Regions from separate parts of the Lactuca sativa genome. Here region 1 is linked to region 2. A link is a contact called in public Hi-C data. All regions are on one chromosome and are shown on one strand. The core of a region is the stretch at or near the end of the contact, and the rest is flanking DNA. Distances in the headings are between cores, read along the strand shown.

Region 1 (4,064 bases), core at 191-2,690, 180 kb after region 2:
CGGTTTATCAAACAGGTGTGAAGCAGTGTAACCAGCCTATATTGGTTTTCATCGGTCGATAAAGGCTTTAATATCATGTGCCAATCCAATTTCCAACATCTAAAACGTAACTTGATTATATCTTATCGAATCACAATCAATTTGATCCAGTTTCATCAAAAACCGATGTCTCTTGTATCCGGTTTTGAATCGGATCCAGATCAAATATGTACAAGTGTTACGACTTACCACCTAACTAATATTCTATTACAAAATTATGTGACATTTTTAAAAAACATATAAACATAACTCACTTTAGTAATATGGTCGTAGAATTTTTCATATGTTTTGGTTGTTGTCATGTGTTATATATATATATATATATATATATATATATATATATATATATATATATATATATATATATATATATATATATATATATATATATATATATATATATATATAATTGCTTTTAGTTATTCTTGCAAATATACTCATCAAGATTAGTCATATATTTTTGTTATTATAGTTTTAAATTTTATATTGACATCTTAACTTAATTAGCTTCGAATTCATGTAAAATGTACATACTACATACCACACAAACACAATCCAAGCAGAATTAATGTTTTAGCGCCAACCTATGGACTAAAAAAAATACTACTAAAATCAAGTTTGAAATACTATCAACTGTAAGACCATCCGTTAGGCCGTCCGGTATGGTTGCAACGGACAGGTTCGTGGTCTAGCTGGCCACGAACCACGATCGTGCACACCATCTCGGTGGCTAGTGGTGGTTCGTGGTCGGGACGAGCCGTGGTCGGGACAACGAATGCAAACGGAAATTGTGATTGGGTGGCACAGTAACGGTCATATTTTAGGGTTAAAATCTTTTTTTTTAATTTTACTATTCAAACAACATTGAACCACTTCTATAAATACCACACTTATTCATTCATTTTACTCACACGATTCTTTTTTCTTCTTCTCACAACCACACACTTCTTTTGCTTCATAAACTCAAAGCCAATGGCTCCTAAAAGGATGAATTGGTCAGAAAACGAAGAAGAGAACTTAGCATTAGCATGGGTAGCTGTTTCAAAAGACCCAGAAATACCTCCTATTTTTTGGGTAAAAGTTGGAAACGTTTTCCATGATTTAATGGGTTGCCAAAGTCGTAATCTTGATGAAATATGGCCACGAACCACGGACGTGCACACCGTCCCGGTGGTTCGTGGTCGACCGTGGTCATTGCAAAATGTGCTCGGGACAACGAAATGAAACGAGGATTGCTATTGGTCGAATATTTTGAGCCGTTGAACGGCTATTTTGTGGCCGTTCCTTTTTTTTTTTTTTCAAACTCAACTATAAAAACTCAATTACAAAACTCAATACCAAAACACATACACATACATATACATTCTACACTCAATTACACCTATGGATCCCTCGATAAATATGGAATTTTTAAAAAGTTTTGACTCGGATGACGACGTAGAATTCGTCGAGACATTCTTCAATGTTGTGCAACACGTTCACGCCGAAGAAAGTTCGAATGCAGCGCGTACAAGGACGGTCGTCAATCATGATCGCCAAGCCGCACACGACTTATTGGTACGTGATTACTTTGCCGATAATTGTCTTTATAATGACGACTCGTTCGAACGTCGTTTTCGTCTGAATAAGGCTATATTTTTACGTATTAGTAATGCTTTAGAATCTCGTTATGATTTTTTCAAACAAAAACCCGACGCTAGAGGAAGAATGGGTTTTAGTAGTATACAAAAATGTGCGGCTGCTCTTAGGTATTTGGGATACGGTATAGCATTTGATGCATCTGACGAATACTTGAAAATATCCGAGAGGACCGCGGTTGAATGTGTAGATTGGTTTTCTGCATGTGTTTATGAGGTTTTTCACGAAGAATATTTGCGTAAACCTACTCAACGTGATATTGAGAGATTATATTCGGCTCATGAAGAGAGGCATGGATTTCCCGGTATGCTTGGCAGTCTAGATTGTACGCATGTGGCTTGGGAAAAATGTCCAACTGCATGGCGTGGCCAGTTCACTCGAAGAGATATAGGTGAACCAACTATCATCCTAGAAGCTGTTGCATCTCAAGATTTGTGGATATGGCATGCCTTTTTTGGAGTAGCGGGGTCCAACACCGACCTTAATGTTCTTGGTCAGTCTCCACTTTTCAACGATATTTGGACCGGCAAAGCACCTGATATGACGTTCACGGTAAACGGGCACGCGTACAAATATGGTTACTACCTTGGTGATGGGATATACCCGGATTATTCTACATTGATGAAGGCATACTCAGTTCCTCGAAGTGAAAAAGCAAAATTGTTTACAAAAAAACAAGAATCAGCGAGAAAGGATATCGAGAGGGCATTTGGAGTCCTTAAGCAAACATGGCATGTAGTGAAATATGCTACACGACTTTGGGATAAAGAAAGAATTAAGCAAATGGTCCTAGCATGTATTATAATGCATAATATGATTATTGAAAATGAAGGTCGAGCGATTTGCACGTATGATCCGAACGACGTTGTCGTTCCAATTGAGGAGTTCGTACCCGGAACGAATGCTTTTTTGGAGCGAGTTGTCGAAATCCATAACAGTGAAAAGTGTTTCAATCTTCGAGAAGATGTCGCGGAACATTTGTACCAACATAGCATGAACGACGATTAGGATTTTTATATGTATGTTTGTTCGTTTTCTTATTAATGTAATGTTTGTTTTCTAGATTAACTAAGTAATGTAGTTTAAAATTGTTATTTTATTTTTATAATTAATGAAAAAATAGTTTTAAAAAAATAAATGCTTTTTACTTTTAAAAATTGTAATTTTATTTTAATTTTTGGATTAAAAAAAAAGTAATGTTATTGTATTTTTGAATTAAAAAAAAAAGTTATTTTATTGTATTTTTGAATTAAAAAAAAATAAAAATAATGATGTGGAGTGATGTGTTAGTGGTAATGGAATGTGGTGCTGATGTGGCACCCACCACATATGTGGTATGTGGTGGGTATAACGGATGGTCTAAGATCATCCGTTATACCCACCACATACCACATATGTGGTGGGTGTCACATCAGCACCACATTCCCCTACCACTAACATGTGATACCTACCACTAACACACCACTCCACATCATTATTTTATTTATTTTTAATTCAAAAAAACAATAAAATTACATTTTTTATAATTAAAAAGCATTCGTTTTTTTAAACTAGTGTTTCATTAATTATAAAAATAAAATTACAACTTCAAACTACATTACTTAGTTAATTTAGAAAAAAAAATTACATTAATTAAAAAAACAAAGAAACATACATATAAAAAACCTAATCGTCGTTCATGCTATGTTGGTACAAATGTTCCGCAACATCTTCTCGACGATTAAAACACGTTTCACTGTTATGAATTTCAACAACTCGCTCTAAAAACGCATTCGTTTCGGGTACGAACTCCTCAATTGGAACAACAACGTCGTTCGGATCATACGTGCAAATCGCTCGACCTTCATCTTCAATAATCATATTATGCATTATAATATATGCTAGGACCATTCGTTTAATTCTTTCTTTATCCCAGAGTCGTGTAGCATATTTCACTACATGTCATGTCTGCTTAAGGACTTCAAATGCCCTCTCGATATCCTTTCTCGACGATTCCTGCTTTTTTGTAAAAAAATTTGTCTTTTCACTTCGAGGAACCGAGTATGCCTTCATCAATGTAGAATAATCTGGGTATATCCCATCACCAAGGTAGTAGCCATATTTGTATGCGTGCCAGTTCACCGTGAACGTCATATCAGGTGCTTTGTCGGTCCAAATATCGTTGAAAAGTGGAGATTAGCATGAGGTGTAAGTTTCAGTGAAAATATAAGGTTTATTTATGTAGTGAATTGAGTTTGGAAAAAAATAAACAAACGGGCAAAATAGTCGTTCAACGGCCAAATAAACCAACAACCAATCACCTTCTTCGTTTGATTTCGTCGTCGAGAGCATGGATGAGCACGACCACGCCCGACCACGGAACGTCGGGGTGGTGTGCACGAGACTTT
Region 2 (4,312 bases), core at 1,686-4,185:
CCTGATTCACTGGTTGTTTGCGGGCCACTTTGGACAGGGCCTCTTCATTGTGCAGAGTTTCTTGCAGAAATGCTTAGTTTGGCAGGAGAATGGGGATGGGTGGGCAATGACACCATAAATGATCTTGATAAGCTGTTGAAGCGGATGATTGATGAAAGTAATCCCGATTTATCATTTGGTTTCATCAAACTTGATGAGGTAGGCTCATATTTCTTCATACTGTTATTTTTCATCTTTCCTTGTGATATTATGTTTTGTGATGGATGGATGGATGGATGTAACAGATAGCAAGTCGTGCTAAGGTCAATTCTCCTCCTATTGTGACAGTAATGAATGCCATTCACCAGGTACTCCCACAAAGAGATGTAAATATATTATCATCTTATTATCTTTGTTATGTCAGTATATGATGTTTTGATATTGCTATGGCTCATATACTACTTTATACTTTATATTGTAGGAGGGATATGGTGTTAGTAGATCCCACATTTCGAATAATGCGATCAAGACAAATTGTCCCATGTCGGAGTGTATTAGGATCGTGAAGGGACTCCAACAGCAACAGCTGTGAGTTTTTTACCAAAGATGTTGTAGAGAAACAGACATTGATTGGGAATGGTTACTTTGATCAGAATATACAAGAATATGATATAGAGTCGATGTTGCTTTCTTTCTCAATGGTCAATGGTCAATGGTGATGGATTGAACCCCAGGTAACCTAGGGTTTGGTGCTGCGGGTGCCAATAGACAATCACAACCTCAGGAAACAAAAACATTTTCAGCAATTTGAAAGAATTGAAATAACTTGTGTGTTAAGTTGGCAGGAAATGGAAATCTCCTCTAAATATCTGTTTGGTAGACAAATATTAAATAACAAACCACAAAACATATATTTAGTTAAAGAGTAGAGAGAGAATATTTCTATATAGAAATACAAGAAAGAAAAAATAATAATAACTTGAAATCAGTGGAATAAACAAGTAACCCAAATGTTTACAGTATCAGTAGGATGATTTTGTAACCAACACCCAACAAACATAAACCAGGATCAACTGTTAGTTTTTTTGAACGAACAGAAACTAGAAAAGGGAGTTTACAAGAAGCAAGAAGCAAAAAGCAAAACAACAGGACATGGGTTTATACATGTTTTGCAATTTGCATACATACACAAAGGCCAAGTCCCAAGGAAAAATGGGACTTTACTTATTACATGCATGTTCAAATGAAGCATACACCTGCCATCGTGTGTGTAGTAGGTGAAGTGTCAAAACTCTTCCTTTTAAGGGCATTCTTTCTCATAGACTTGGCTTGCATACTTCCAGTTGATGACTTTCCAAATATTCTTCAAATAATCTGGTCTTACATTTTTGTACTGCATCATTCAAACATTTAACTATATCATCAATTGATCGTTTAAGTGGAACAAACAGGAGAATTTTATTTGCTAGACAATAAAAATTTTATATGATGATTAACTAACTACCTGTAAGTAGTATGCATGCTCCCAAACGTCTATGCCAAGCAGAGGAACCAAAGTTGCACCTTTTGTAACCAGGGGGTCCTGCACCACAAGTCACAACCAGATACATACTTAATAATCTAATCTATCAACTACTTGTATTATTAATGTAGAAATTTTTTTAGATAATTTATTCAGTAAAAGGCTCAACAAGATTTGTTATAATCACTTAATGTGAATTGCATGTATACCTGGTTTGCAGTTGTCTCAACCACAAGCCTTTTCAACTCCTTGTCCACTGCAAGCCACTGCCAGTAGTAGTCATATTATATCACGATTTTAAAAAAGTAAACCAACAGATGATAATAACAATAATAATAATAATATCCCAAGATGATTGATTGATTGATTGATAAGAGAAATAATAGATGAACATAACATACCACCCATCCAGACCCCTGCACAGCAGCACCTTCAGCATTCATCTTGGCAATCAACTTTTCCATTGAACCAAAGTGTTGGTCAATAGCCCACCCCAAAGAACCATGTGGTGCCTCACCACCACCTTCCTGCAAACAAAAACAAAATTCAGCCTTTCACTCAGAATCATCCTTCAACTATCAGGAAACAGAGACTTACACTTGTAGGAGCAAGATTCTTCCAAAAAATTGAGTGATTCACATGACCTGATTACACAAACAAAAAGGGGATGAATCAATCTAGGACAGCCAGAAAACGCAATGTATAATTCACTTCAATAAAAATCCCTAGAACCAATTAATCAAACATATCAGTAACTGCATACTATGAATTGATATATATCATGTTGCAAGTTCAACTACAATATTCTATTTGACGTTCTTGTTCTCAAGTATGTTGTAGGTAGCAGCTATTAGAACTTGAAATCCATATCAAGTTAGGGATCAATATGCAGCTTCCTATTTTAGAACAACTCGCTGTAAGAAGTTGTTGAACTGGTTCGACGGAAACTACCGACAAAAAGATAAAATATCTGTACTGGAAATAAGATAATTGGATGGAGAAAAGGATAAGAATCGAACCTCCGCCATTGAACTTAATGGCGCTCTGCAATTTGACGGCAGTGGAGGCATCACCCTTAGCGATGGCGTCATCAAGCTGCTCGAGAGCCTTATTGTAGTTGGTAATGTAAGTCTGGTGGTGTTTTTGGTGATGGAGCTGCATAATCTCTCCGCTAATCACCGGCTCCAGAGCGCCATAATCGTAGGCGAGATCCGGAAGCGTAAACGTCTGCAGTCCACGAATCTGTTGCTGGAACCTGGAGAATCGACCTAGGGTTTTCCCACTACTGACTAGTGTTCGAAGAGCCATTTGTTCTGCGAATCAATTGAATTGATAGAAATCCAAGTACACAAAGACTTATATTTGGCAGCGAAATGGTTCTAAGTTTCCAAATGGAATCTGTGTGCACCGTACTAATCTATATACTTCCCTGCGCAGTCCGCACGACACTACACTTCTCTTAGTTTATAGTTTTGACCCCTAGTTTTCAAATATCATTTTATTTTTTATATTTTTATATTTTTATATTAACTATTGTCACCTAACCTTCTCTAGAAAATAGAAATACAAGTCAAAATGTCCAAATGAACTAAAGTCTAAAAGAAAAGACAAAATTGCAAGAATGGTCTCTATGGTTAGGTGGAAATTGCCACTTTGGGCCAAAAAGGTTTGTGCTAGCACTCGTGGTCCACAGGTTTTTATTTTGTTGCGAGTTTGGTCCATTTGTCTTGATTTTTTTATAAAATGACGATTTTACTCTTTGTTTTTTTTTTTTTTCAGTTTTTTATTATAAAAATTAAAAAAGGAAAAAGAAAAAAGAAAGTTGTCCTCCTCTCTCTCTCTCTCTCTCTCTCTCTCTCTCTCTCTCTCTCTCTCTCTCTCTCTCTCTCTCTCTCTTCGTTGTTTTTCATCAGAACCCACCTACCTTCATTTTCTTATTCAAAATCCTTCACCTGCAACTTCTTCATCATCCCCATAAAGAAATCGAAAAATATAGTTAGATTTAGGGTTCTTTAATTAATAGAACACCCTTTTGATTTCTTTCTTCAATCAGTATAAGAAAACAATATAACAGATCCAATTAGATTTACTGTTCCTAATTTCTTTCTTCAATCAGAAACAAAATTTGCAGACCAACCTTTCCCCTATAAAAAACCACGACGCCGACCTCTTTGTTCTCTTTCTGTAACCATTGAGTTGCCGATGGAGGAAGAGAAGTCCGGTGGTAAAGGCAGTGGTGGTCATGGCAATCTGCCGGAGTTTGACAGCCTCCCGAAGATGAGATTATTTCTCAGCTTGTTTTTCAGATCTGATTCGTCACCACCACCTCTAGCAAATTGAATAGGTTAAGAGTTTCAGGATAGCTTCGATTGGTCGATTTCTATGTCCGATTTTTGTTCATGAATCTTGATGTGATAAAAGGAATTTTTTTTGTGTGTGTGTGGGGGGGTGTGTATGTGTTTGGAGGGTTGAACACATATACACACAAATGGTTTACAATGATAATCGTTTTTTTAGAGATTTTTCCTCTTTCTGCTTCTGGTTCTCAAGTTGCAGGTGGATCTGCGATGGCAAGATTAAGACTAAGGGTTCAGATGGTGGTCGATTTGGATGTTGAGTCGGTGTTGGTGGAGGAATATTAGTTTTGATTTTTTTTAATCTCAAAATCTTGATTTTCCAAAACTTAGTGGTCTTGAATGGTAGAGTGGTGGTGCAGGTGAGGAACAAGTTCAAGAAGAAGATGATGGGAGCGTTTCACGACTGAAAATCGAGGGGGAGATAACTGGGGTCGATTTGTTGGAGATAGGAGGG

Evidence for each region. A called contact is a pair of places that touch in the nucleus more often than the background predicts.
Region 1: a contact with region 2 is called in a Hi-C map of leaf, with 5 times the contacts expected there. The contact joins the promoter of LOC111883995 here to the promoter of LOC111883997 in region 2. A contact is called at or near these places in 2 of 4 Hi-C or Micro-C datasets (both in leaf).

The regions. Positions count from the first base shown.
Region 1 is chr2:222,992,805-222,996,868 of Lsat_Salinas_v11, forward strand. LOC111883995 reads left to right here and starts at 1,441. Exons shown (of 1, transcript XM_023880319.2): 1 at 1,441-2,685. The coding sequence starts at 1,441. The coding sequence ends at 2,685.
Region 2 is chr2:222,814,471-222,818,782 of Lsat_Salinas_v11, forward strand. LOC111883997 (superoxide dismutase [Mn], mitochondrial) reads right to left here and starts at 2,936. Exons shown (of 6, transcript XM_023880322.3): 1 at 2,521-2,936; 2 at 2,099-2,145; 3 at 1,903-2,028; 4 at 1,711-1,767; 5 at 1,484-1,561; 6 at 949-1,372. The coding sequence starts at 2,809. The coding sequence ends at 1,280. LOC111883996 reads left to right here. Exons shown (of 6, transcript XM_023880320.3): 4 at 1-198; 5 at 285-347; 6 at 461-1,178. The coding sequence ends at 571.